2 separate regions of the Danio rerio genome follow, and region 2 is linked to region 1. A link is a contact called in public HiCAR-type data. All regions are on one chromosome and are shown on one strand. The core of a region is the stretch at or near the end of the contact, and the rest is flanking DNA. Distances in the headings are between cores, read along the strand shown.

The links. HiCAR-type assays count read pairs that join an accessible place to other places.
Region 2: a HiCAR-type map of caudal fin shows a contact between it and region 1, with 11 times the contacts expected there. The contact joins the enhancer-like site here to the promoter of fer1l4 in region 1. A contact is called at or near these places in 7 of 18 Hi-C or Micro-C datasets (caudal fin, embryo, hematopoietic stem cells and 1 more) and 1 of 4 datasets of contacts at active chromatin or transcription factors (caudal fin).

The regions. Positions count from the first base shown.
Region 1 is chr11:28,470,926-28,477,092 of GRCz12tu, forward strand. fer1l4 (fer-1 like family member 4) reads left to right here and starts at 3,609. Exons shown (of 46, transcript XM_073916769.1): 1 at 3,609-4,421. The coding sequence starts at 4,343. cpne1 (copine I) reads left to right here. Exons shown (of 16, transcript NM_199699.2): 16 at 1-1,128.
Region 2 is chr11:28,603,450-28,609,616 of GRCz12tu, forward strand. It overlaps unm_sa1614 (un-named sa1614), which reads left to right. Exons shown (of 28, transcript XM_685280.10): 13 at 130-178; 14 at 3,542-3,705. Among named protein-coding and RNA genes, the nearest start is that of st3gal8, 48 kb to the right of the region's middle. Within about 2 kb of position 3,617, at least 20 of the 62 cell types and tissues checked have an H3K27ac peak or open chromatin away from gene starts, as enhancers often do.

The DNA of each region.
Region 1 (6,167 bases), core at 2,359-4,858:
TATGGATCACCACTAGAGGGAACCACAGCTCCATGGAAGAACTTGTAGAAAGACCACTTATCTTAATTTCCCTTTTTTTATATATTATGCAATCATTTTATTTTCATATATATTTCTTTAATCTTCCAGAATGAACATTATTCCTTATTATTCTATTCCAACTGGAAAAGAGTTTCTTTTTTTACAGAGCTATTTTTCTGTGAAGTTGCATATATTATATACATATGTGATGCTATAGTTTACGCACACAGATGCCTTGATTTTCTTTAGCCAATATTTGAAATCACTTTGTTGGCCTTGCCTTGCTTTTGGCACACACATATGCAAAATCTCAATCAGGAATGCTGGTTTATGTAATTCTCCGCACTTTCTGCTGTATAATAGTTGTCAAAGCAAAGTGAATGATACTCATTTACCATCTGCGCTAAAATAAATAATCATGCTGCCCTTATAGAGATGATTAGTAGCTAGAGACATACCAAAGAAATCACTGCATGCCTTTCACTAGCAAATTAGAGCTTTCAGAATCTTTTAGTAGAATTATATTGCCAATATGATTGTCGTTTTGACCAGGATATATAACATTCATATAATACTTAATATATAAAGTATGAACAATGGCTGAATTAAATAGAATTTAAAATGCTATTTTACTTTTACAAAGCATTATGTTGATCATAGAAATGCCTTATCAGATATGTTTTTCTAAACAGCTGTTGTTATGTTGAGGATCTAGAAGTTTTACAGTTTCCTTTGTGCCAAGAAGAATCTTTTAAAGATTTGTTTTGAGAGCCAGAAATTATGTTGTTCATTTGATTCCTCTAACACAAATCTTTGCACCTTAATCGCACAGCAAACTCAATCTGCATATGTATGTATGTATGCTCGCACTTGCCATGTAAAGCCTTATGGGACCATTAGCCTGATTAAAGCTTCTTTTTTTAATGTAGTGATTTAAAGGGAATGGGTTCTTAATCCTGTTATGAGCAGCCATTGGTTTTTCCTAATGATGAAATCTAATGTTTACACTGCAACATGTTCAGTTCTTCAGAAGCCGTTGTAGCTATTACACTGCTTTTTATAACTGTCTAAAAAGAAATAAAGACATTGCCTTATTAACACACATTACATTCTTGTTTGTGTGCTTTTTTACACTGAATGTGTGGTTTTTCATGTGATTTGCCCACATACAATAGTTTTATTTGTTATTGGTTAAATCAGTGTATCCAATACCCACTTGTATTAATTAGTTAAATCAATGTACCCAATACCCGCTGGCTCTTTAGGTGGTCAAAGTTTTTGTTCAACCTAGAAAGGAAACTTGTTGTGTCATTATTTACTTGCCCTTATAAGAACTGAATTTGTGTTTGGTTGAGAAATTAATGTTTGGTTAAATTTAAAATTCTGTTCTTCTGTGTTTTCTCCAAAAAACTTAAAATGCTCCTAAAGAAAGAAAGAATTCCATCTGAAGTGGTTTAATCCAAGTCTTGAGAAGAGGCACTATTACTTTATATGTCAAACCGATTTTATTTAAACTTGTATTCACATATAAACATTGAGTAACCAATATTTGCGTCTTTGTCACATAAGCTCCAGTAAGTTTGTTTGATGCGCGAAAACTAATGAAGTTCATTCTTGCCTGGCATGACAGATTAATTTAATTTGACGTACAATAGAACTACAGGCCCAGAGCCAGGGGGGTTCATGTGGTTCGAAAGACCCACCACCCACTGACAAAGTCCAGAATTTGGCACCTATATGAACTCATTTGTCCCATTTTTGACAGTACGTCATCATATATAGTGAAAAAAAAAAACGATAGAAGAAGCCTTTCAGACTGTTGTGCTGGGGTGCGCACCCCTGACGTAAAATGCACCCTCTCTGAAATGTGCATCTATTTACAGAAATTGATTTAAAAGAAAAAAAAAAACTATATATCTAATGAGAGTGGGGACTGAGGTGAGTATCATGAATGGAACTCTTCCCTTACTGAAGATAAATAAATAGATAGAATGACTTTAAATACAATGAAGATGAGATGAAGTAAATTGTTTAATGTGTGGTTTAGTAAAAAATGGCAACAACAATTTTATGTCTTCCATGTCTGTTTAAAATCAACCAAAAAGCCCAAATTTAAGCTACACAGTCATTATTAATATTTTACATTTATTGGTTAATCTATAGAGCGTTTTAAAATGTATTTCACTTTTTGTCCTTTATCCATCAAAATAATAATCTTTTCACATTTAAATCAATTATGCCCTTGATTTAAAAAAAAGTCTCTATGAGGGGGTTCATTTAGCAGCAGGGGTGCATTTATTTTTTTTATGTTCAAATGGACAGATTCTGAAGGAAATGAGCTGGGCTGCGTTTCCCGATAACGATTGATCTTAGCACTTAAGAGCGTTTTCTACGAGTCATTTTGCGAACGTTCGTTATTGTTTCACGTGCGTTTCCCAAAAATGCACTTAACACAATTGCACGTAGCCCAGCTTTAAGTGCAACTTAGGAGTCGCTATCCGTTTGTTAAGTGCTGAAATGTCACGCTATAGAATGGCTCGTTATTGTTGCACATGTTATAGCAATCCATATAATTCTTCTTCTACTTGTGTGAATGTATATTCAACTCGAATAACATAAAAAAAAATATTTTTGAGCCAGTTTAAAAACATAAATTAACTGGAAATGTCGTACTGTAAAAACACTGTCTTGCTCCAATCTCGCATAAAACTAATTCTAACAGTCCTTGCCGGAAATGACATCAGCATCATTTTCGATATTTATATGAAACCTTAATTAAGTAGAATTATTTATCAATTCATGATGATCAGCCAAGACATGTTCAATACATGGCTGGGTTTGGGGCACGCCAGCAAGTCATTGACACATTTTTTTGAGTTCCTCCTTTATTTGTGTCATCTTTAAATCACATTAAATATTTTCTGTTAAATACAACATATGTAGCCTACTACCCTCGAAATGTCCATATACAACAGTGTAATTTTTTTTTCATTCTAACATTTATTATGTAATTTTTATTTTTTTCTTTATTCATTATTATTTGTATATTGAATTGTGTAATGTGTAGAAAATATAAATGAATAGAGATATACGTACAAATAAAATGAATAATGACTTTGAAGAGAAGTAAATTGTAGGTGCAATTTGCCGGTTGTCCAGCAGGTGCCCTCATAACTCTGTCTCCTTACGATGCACTTAAGGCTTTACGATTACTCCAGAGCACTCGTAGATCCACTAAGATTTTCAAGTGCTACTTAAGTTACGATGCTTTTGGGAAACAGACCGTAATATTAAGATCAGTCGTACGATCATTTCTACGAACTTCTTAGGCTTACGATGCTTTTGGGAAACGCAGCCCTGACCAGTTAGTAATTTGCCTTCAGGTTACAGTTTTTTTTTTTTTTTTTTTTTTAAGTATAAACAGGTTTCTAATTTTATTTAGTTTTTTAAATAACGTATAATAAATTTGTATTTTAAAAATATTTCAGATTTTTTTTGTTCAAAGTGTTAAATTTGAATTTCTAATCATAGCAATTTTTATAAAACTAGTTTAAATGCACATTTGTAAATTAGCACTTTGATAAAATAGTATGGTAAGCATTTTCACAAAATTGCAGGAAATATTTTTGTTGCATCAAAGTGTTGTTATATCTGACAAGATTAGTTTTTAAAATGTCACAATAATGCAGTATTTGAACCTCAATTTAATAAAGAATGAAGCAAATAACAAAAACCAAAGGTCGACTTTTTTTTTTTTAAATAAAAAGAACCAACCCTTTCATTACGGACCTTAACCATAACTTAAAAATACGGATTCTGTTTTAAACTTTTTGTATAATGAGTGTATTCACAATATTTGTGGTAAATATTATTTGTGTTTGGAGCTCACAAGTTATGAGAGCGAGTGAACGATGGCAGAATTTTCATTTTGTGGTGAACTAACCCTTAAAATGCTAATCTGAGGCGAGCCGGTTCACCATATTCTCAAATTACGCCATTGCTTGACTGACAATTCATTTGCTAACTTTTAAATTATCATAGGTAAATATGTCGTCTGGGGAGTTTCCTTCAGATGAGATTCCTGCACAGTTCCTCGAGATGAAGGATCGTGTGCTTTAACAGTGTATTGGAAGGCCTCGTGTGGTTTGGATATTTGAAAGCAGGTTAACGTTGAGGTTTGTCGTTCTGTCAGTTATTTCATGTAAGAGGTGAGCACTGAGCATCGTATTTGCAACTTTTAACAATGAGAACCAGATTCATCCAAAGATAAAACACCTGCTCAGGAGGATTACAAGACACAGAAACACCGCATCTCTCAAACATGTCCATCACTGTGCTGTTAAAGAAGATATTCAATCTACCCGGGAAATATGACAGGAAAGTGGAATTGTCTTTTAGAGGTAAGTAATAAGCATGTGATATATAAATAATAACCGTGGGTCAAAGTCAGAAATGGGTTACATGAATCCAAACAAAAACTAACAAATTATGGTTATCTTTTTAATCTGTGGGTAATTTACTATTAGCCATTCACTAAAATGTTCAGTGTAACAATAGTTCACTTACTAATAAATATTGTCTTAAAGCCTATATTTAAATTAGATAAAAATCGTTTAATTATATGTTAAAGACTCCATTTAAAATGATAGTTCCCCTAAAATGTAAATTTGCTCACCTTAAAGTGGATTTTTCTTCTGTTTAACACAAAATACGATATAAGAAAAAGCTGAAAACCTGTAACCGCCATTAACTTCCATAGTGGGAAAAGCAAATACTATGGAAGCCAACGGTAACAGGTTTCCAGCTCTAGAAGAAAGAAACTCGGTAAGGTTTAAAATGGTAAGTAAATGATGACCGAATTTAGATTTTTGGGTGGACTATCCCAGGATCACAGTGCAGCGACAATAATTGTAAATTTTAATTTATATTTTTTTAAAATTTTGCCACTTTTCTTTGTCTTACATTAAGTACTTCAAATATATATAAAAAAATATTATGATCCTATGTTCATTTATATTTGTGAAAAGTACACTGGTCAGAATAATTATGTTTCATGTTTATATGAATATGTACCACTTTGCAATAGGGTTATATTACTTACTGAATGTACTAAAGAATGAATGATGCAATTACTATATTTAATTAATCTTTATTAACATTATTTAATAAAGGAAGTCATTCATTGTTAGTTCATGTTAACTCAGTGCATTGATGTTAACTAGCAAATTGGATTTTAATAATGCATTAGTAAATGTTTAACTATGATTAATAAATACTGTACAAGTATTGTTTACATTAGTAAATAGAACTAATGGGAACTTTTTGTAAAGTGTGACCAATACAGTGCTCAGGATAAAGGAGTACACCGCTCACAGATCTCTCTTTATTTATTTTTATTTTCTATAGGATACTTTACATGAATATATTAGTGCATACACATTAGATTAGTCAGTACCAAAGCCAAATCTGGATCTATGATCCAACAAAATAATATAAGATGTTGGGGGGACATATTAAATAAACATTTAATAAACAGGAAAAGTGAAGAGAAACAAAAAAATACATTGTTTAAATTTTTTAGTATATATATATATATATATATATATATATATATATATATATATATATATATATATATATATATATATATATATATATATATACATACATACATACATACATACATATATATATATACATACATACATACATACATACATACATACATACATACATACATATATATATATATATATATATATATATATATATATATACATACATACATACATACATACATACATACATACATACATACATATATATATATATATATATATATATATATATATATATACATACATACATACATATATATATATATATATATATATATATATATATATATATATATATATATATATATATATATATATATACTATATTTATACATATACTACAAATTTAATTGAATATTATTATACATTTCTTTTTATTTTATAGTATAGTAACATTTTTAATTTCTATAAATTTTAGTTTTGTTATATAAGAAACAATATGAAATATATATGTAGGAATTCACTTTCTTGAATGCCATATTAACTGCTAAATATGTTTGTTGTTGTTGTTGTTTTACTGTGTTTACA
Region 2 (6,167 bases), core at 2,367-4,866, 130 kb after region 1:
AGGACCTCAAACCTGTTTTTATCTCCTGATTGTTTGCTGATTACACGTTAGCTGGTGCCAGCTGAGGATGAATTGTAAATTTGCAAGGAATAATGAGGGTTGTTTTATTTTCTTTCTTTTTTTTTTTAGATAATCGCACTTACCATTTTCTGGCTGATGATGAGTGTGATTGTGTGGCGTAAGTATTTCTTTTGTTTATTCATAGCAATAATTGTATGACACACAACCTGTTCAAATAGGCTGTTCCACCTTAGAGCATTAATGTACCTGAATGAGTCATTAATCATTAATGTGCAAAAATCCAAACAATAAATGATGTATAGCTGTCCACAAAATGTGTCATGAACTAGTACAGAGACATTATAAGTATATATGCATATTATGCGGGGCGAAGCAGTGGCGCAGTAGGTAGTGCTGTCGCAAGAAGACAGCAAGAAGGTCGCTGGTTCGAGCCTCGGCTCAGTTGCCGTTTCTGTGTGTGTGGATGTTTCCCAGAGATGGGTTGTGGCTGGAAGGGCATCCACTGCGTAAAAACTTGCTGGATAAGTTGGCGGTTCATACAGCTGTGGCGACCCCGGATTAATAAAGGGACTAAGCCGACAAGAAAATGAATGAGTGAATGAATGAATGCATATGATGCATAACATATTTCCTGTTGAACTAGAAAGTTTGAACTCCAAGTGGTTCATCGAGTTTTGTTTCTAGCTTTCTAGTCATCAAAGAATCCTTAAATGTTTGTTCTGCACAAAAATATTAATCAGCACAACTGTTTGATTATAGTAATCAGAAATGTTTCTATAGCATAAAATCAACATAATCAAGAGGCTTCTGAGGGATCATGTGACACTGAAAACTGGATAAATGGTCCTGAAAGTTCAGTATTAAATGAATTACAGAGTAATTCAGATGCAGTGGTGCAGTAGGTAGTGCTGTCGCCTCACAGCAAGAAGGTCGCTGGTTCGAGCCTTGGCTCAGTTGGCGTTTCTGTTTGGAGTTTGCATGTTTTTCCTGCGTTCGCGTGGGTTTCCTCCGGGTGCTCCGGTTTCCCCCATAGTCAAAAGACATGCGGTACAGGTGAACTGGGTAGGCTAAATTGTCCGTAGTGTATGAGTGTGTGTACGAATGAGTATGTGGATGTTTCCCAGAGATGGGTTGCGGCTGGAAGGGCATCCGCTGTGTAAAAACATGCTGGACAAGTTGGTGGTTCATTCCGCTGTGGCGACCCTGGATTAATTAAGGGACTAAGCCGACAAGAAAATGAATGAATGAATGAATTTTAAGGTGCAGTATGTAAGTGTGACACCCAGTGGTTGAACTAGGTATTGCATTCCTGGATCAGAAAAAACAAAAGCTCAGGTTATCAGATTGAGGACCAACAGAAGTGTGCCTGAATATCGAGCCTAAACGCTGATTTAAATCATGTTATATATTAAAGCAACAATATATCTCTATTGGGCGACACAGTGGCGCAGTAGGTATTGCTGTCGCCTCACAGCAAAAAGGTCGCTGGGTCGTTGGTTCGAACCTCTAAAAAATATAGCTTAAAGGGGCTAATAATTTTGACCTTGAAATGGTTTGAAAAAATTTAAAATACTTTTATTCTAGCCGAAATAAAACAAATAAGACTTTCTCCAGAAAAAAATAATATTATCAGACATACTGTGAACATTTCCTTGCTCTGTTAAACATCATTTGGGAAATATTTAAAAAAATCAAATGGGAGATAATAATTCTGACTTCAACAGTCAAGACATCTTTATTCCTGTAACATTGTTAGCACTTAATGTAGATTGTGTTAAAGCAGCTTTACATAGATGAAGACGAAAAAAAAAAGAATAAAAAGCCACAATATTTCACACGGAGATCATTTCCACTTATCTTGCTACACATACTCAGTGGTCAAGATTAGAAGTGGATCAAAACTTTTCATCAAAGGTTAATGAAAACTATTGAACAACAAACATTCCTCAGGACAATTTGGAAAAACATGTTGATCCACTTCCAATATTGACTACAGTATGTCTAAAAATAATAATAATAAAGTGTTATTCTGTAAAGATAACCTCAAAGATAACAGCCCGATCAAAAAGCCACAAAACTCTAATAGTACTCATGATTGTGCAGGCTTTTGAAAGAGAAATGCCTTCCTCTGCCAAACACTGATCTGTGTGCGTCTCACTCCACTCATGTGACTGTCAGATGAGAATGTGTGGATCCTTGCAGATAGCAGAGAGCTTGTATAATTTTCAGTTCACACACACACACATACGCACGCACGCACACACACCTCTTCCAATCTGACCTTTCCATCCTGACAGAGGAACAGAGCCTCTTTCTTGGAGAGAAAGAGAAATATGCAGCATTTCTTCCTCTGATACTGTACGTCTGTCCGTATGATGATTGAAGTGCATCTCATATCAGATCACAACCCAGCTTTCTGACTTTAGCTAAATGTCACAACTGAAGAGGAGCAAAGATTATTGATTTCTGCATTATATCACACCTTTTTAGAAATGAGGCTATTAACTGAATAGATGTGCTAAAAGTCTCTCCACTGTTTATAAAAGTCCCTAAGCTGCGAACTATGGGGTTTTCTCATTAATTGCTGATAAACACTCATATCTGGATCATGTTTAGTCACAAACAGGGCTGAGGAACAGTAACAAAATACATGTAATGGCTTTACATAGCCAATTTAAAATATTAAATTTAAAGAACTGTATATTGTTTTAATTGCATTTTAAAAAAATAGTAATAAAAGATCACAAGTTGCATCTGAAAAGTATTGTAGATTACTACAGGGATTACTTTTAGTTTTATTGTAATTTCTTCTAATGTTGTTAAAGTGGAAACAGCAGATTTCCATTCATTTGTGTTTCATGTCCTGTGAAGTGCTTTTGAAATCTGTGTTTGTTTAATGTTTGTTGTAATTTTAACTGGTGGCACAAAGAGTAGCTCCTCCCCTTTAAAAAACAGCCAATGGTATTTTGTTTTATCATAGCTCTGCCATTGAGAGGGGTTGAGATTAAGCGCATCCAATGAAAAGCAAATAAGTAGGCCTTAAAATGGGCGGGACATGTCAGATACTAGAAAGCCTTTGATTGGTCAGAAAATTTGATGAGAAACTAAAGGATGAGGTGACGTTAAAAAACAATCGTTGATCCATTTAAGTCAGGGGTGGCCAAACATTTTCTTGAGGGTTGATGTTGAGGGCTATGGGCCAAAGATAAACTGTATTGCATTAAATTTACCATGGGTAATTTCCTAATTTATTTGTGTATTATTTTAAAAATAACTAGAAAACGTTTTTTAAAACATTAAATAATGATGCAGTATAATGCAGTATATAATGTTTAATAACGAACTAATTATAGTAAAAACAAAAACTATCCCATTAATAACACAATGGAGTTCAATGCTGAATACACTAGTCAGTTTTATTCTTGATGCCACATGAGAAGGGTGATGCTATTTAGATCTGAAGTGTCTTGTCGCCATCTAACGGTTGTTTTTTGTTATTGCATCTTTCTAAAAATATCAGCTGGATATCGGTGCTGACGAACAGTAAGCAGGAGGCTTTAAATGTGGCTCTGGATGAGCGGAGGCCCAGCGGAGAGAACAGCGTCGAGGATCTGACACGAGCCATTACTGAGGATATCCGCCGCATGCCTGGAAACAGTGTTTGCTGTGACTGTGGCGCGTCAGGTGACAAAATACATTAAAGTAACATATTTTTCATATGCACTACGAGTAGTGTTTTTTTTTTTTTTTTTTTTAAGTATATTGGAATAATATGCAAATGCAGTGACCGTCATAGGTAAAATCTCAATATTAAATATTATTGAGCTCACCCAAAAAATTAAATTACCTGTTTGGAATTCACTCTCAGGCCATCAAAGATGTAGATGATACTTTTTCTACAGTGGTGCTTTTAAAAAAGGAATTTTTAGATGAAAATGTGGTCCATATATGCTCAAATAAAATATAAATGAAACTGTAAATCTGTGCAAGAAACAAAACATTTATTACAACTTTTATTGAATCAACTGATCGTTTTTCTTCCTAAGACTTTAATGTATCATCAGGAGCCAAAGGTATTCATTTTGTTTTGCATGTATTTGTTTTTTTCCCTCTCAAAGTGCTAATAGCCATTGAGCTAAAACTCCTCTTTAACGCTCTATACAAAAGACCCATATCTTATGTCTTTTCGGTGAGCAAATGAACAACAACAATTTCCATTTTTGGGTGACGATCTCTTTAGCTTTTGATACATTTTTGTCCTTGTACCTGTAAATTTGCAAGAAATCATCTATATACACATACTGCACTATAATATTATTTTTGCAAGCTTTAAATATTTGGATGCCTTCAATAAATACTCTATTTAAATAAAGAAACCAGGATCCTCTCTTGAATATATTTCCTAGCAAGTGTTTTGTTTAGGACCATCTTTTGTAATATTTTTCAAGGAATAATTTGCTTCATACCTTACTACAGGTATCTTGATGGGTTCTACGTATGAAGCCAATGTGCTCTCCAGGAAGAAAATTAATAAAAATAGACTTTTATTAATAAAATAAATACAGTGAAAAAAGAGAATAAAACAAATACAAGAACAAAACAAATCCTTTACTTTATTCTCTGTTAAGAATAAACGGCTTGAGACTTATAGTCAGGGCCAGACAGAGTCTGCGGATTTTGGGAGTATCATAACTAAAAACTTAATATATGAAATAAAAAAAAAATACCTTTTTTATTTTTATTTAATGTTTACAATGCAAAGTCAATTATATCCACTTTATCTGGTAAACAAAGCATGTCTCTCCTATAATATATCTACTAAAAGACGGAAAATATTACTTTACAAACTGTATTGTAAACAATCATATGAATAGTTTTGTATTAGTCAATAATATTACGGAAATTAATAAAAAAACTGAATAAATATAAATTTACACATATTTACAAAAGTAAATAATTAGAAAAAACAAGGGACTAAAAATCTGTGGAAAGCTGCGGAATTCTGTGAGCGCAGATTCCGTGTGGGCCTACTTATAGTATACAAAGTCTGATTACGCACCCTGCTTTGTATGTTCAAGCCTTTTTTACACTATTCAAACTTTTGACAATGGATAAACCTTTGATGTTATAAGTTCCATAAATATTTACTGCAGATTATATTCAATGTCAGGATAGCTAGTAGTATATCTCTAAACATGCAAATCAACATTTGGGCGGTTCTTCAGGGTTGTCCTCCAAAGTGGTAATTTTTAAATGGCGAATGAAGTCTTCTTTTAAAGAAAACGTTACCATGCTTCTTCTAGGTTGCGATTGTAGCAATTTGTTTGAAGTGTTATCTGGACCAAATCCTCCTTTGGCACTAGCAGATGGCTGCACTGTAAAAATTCCCTGTGAAAAAAATTCCCTCTAGATTTTACTGTAAACATCACCTTAGTACGTCACCACTGACCTCTTCAAACTCTCTGTCGAAGACATCTCTCGAGTCTCCTACGCTTTCTCTCTTTGCTAATAACTGTTTGTGTAAGCATAGGAATATCTGAATATATAAAAGTCAAGTTTTGTGTCTTTCACAATTAATGTCATTAAACCAATCAGACACTACAGCTTCCATAGTCCAAAATATTGCATTACATACAGATGATTTCTTGCAAATTTGCAAATAAAAGTGAGGTCAACTATCAGACATTAAGGTGTTTTTAGCAGACATTGTTTATAAGATAGCGAACTTAATATTTATTTTAAGCTGTGGATTTGGAGTTAAACAGGGTTATAAATGAAAATTAAGCAGCTGCTTTGAAAATGGCCCATTCTAGCATCCTGAGCTTGTCCTCTGTTCATCCTGTTTTTTTTTTTATAAATGCCTGTCCATAAATCAGGCTTAATTAAATTAAAACCTACTACATGAGAGAACAGCCTGCAGGATTTATGGCCATGTTTCCATTAAGAAGTGCTGATAATTTGGCTGGAGACTTCAGATTCTCCTCTGATGCACCTTCTGTCTGCAAAATACACACCGACCATTATTATTTTAGTTCCATTTGTAAATATCATAGTATTACACTTTATATACAGTTGAAGTCAGAATTATTATCCCCCGTTTGATTTTTTTTTTCTTTTTTAAATATTTCCCAAATGATGTTTAACAG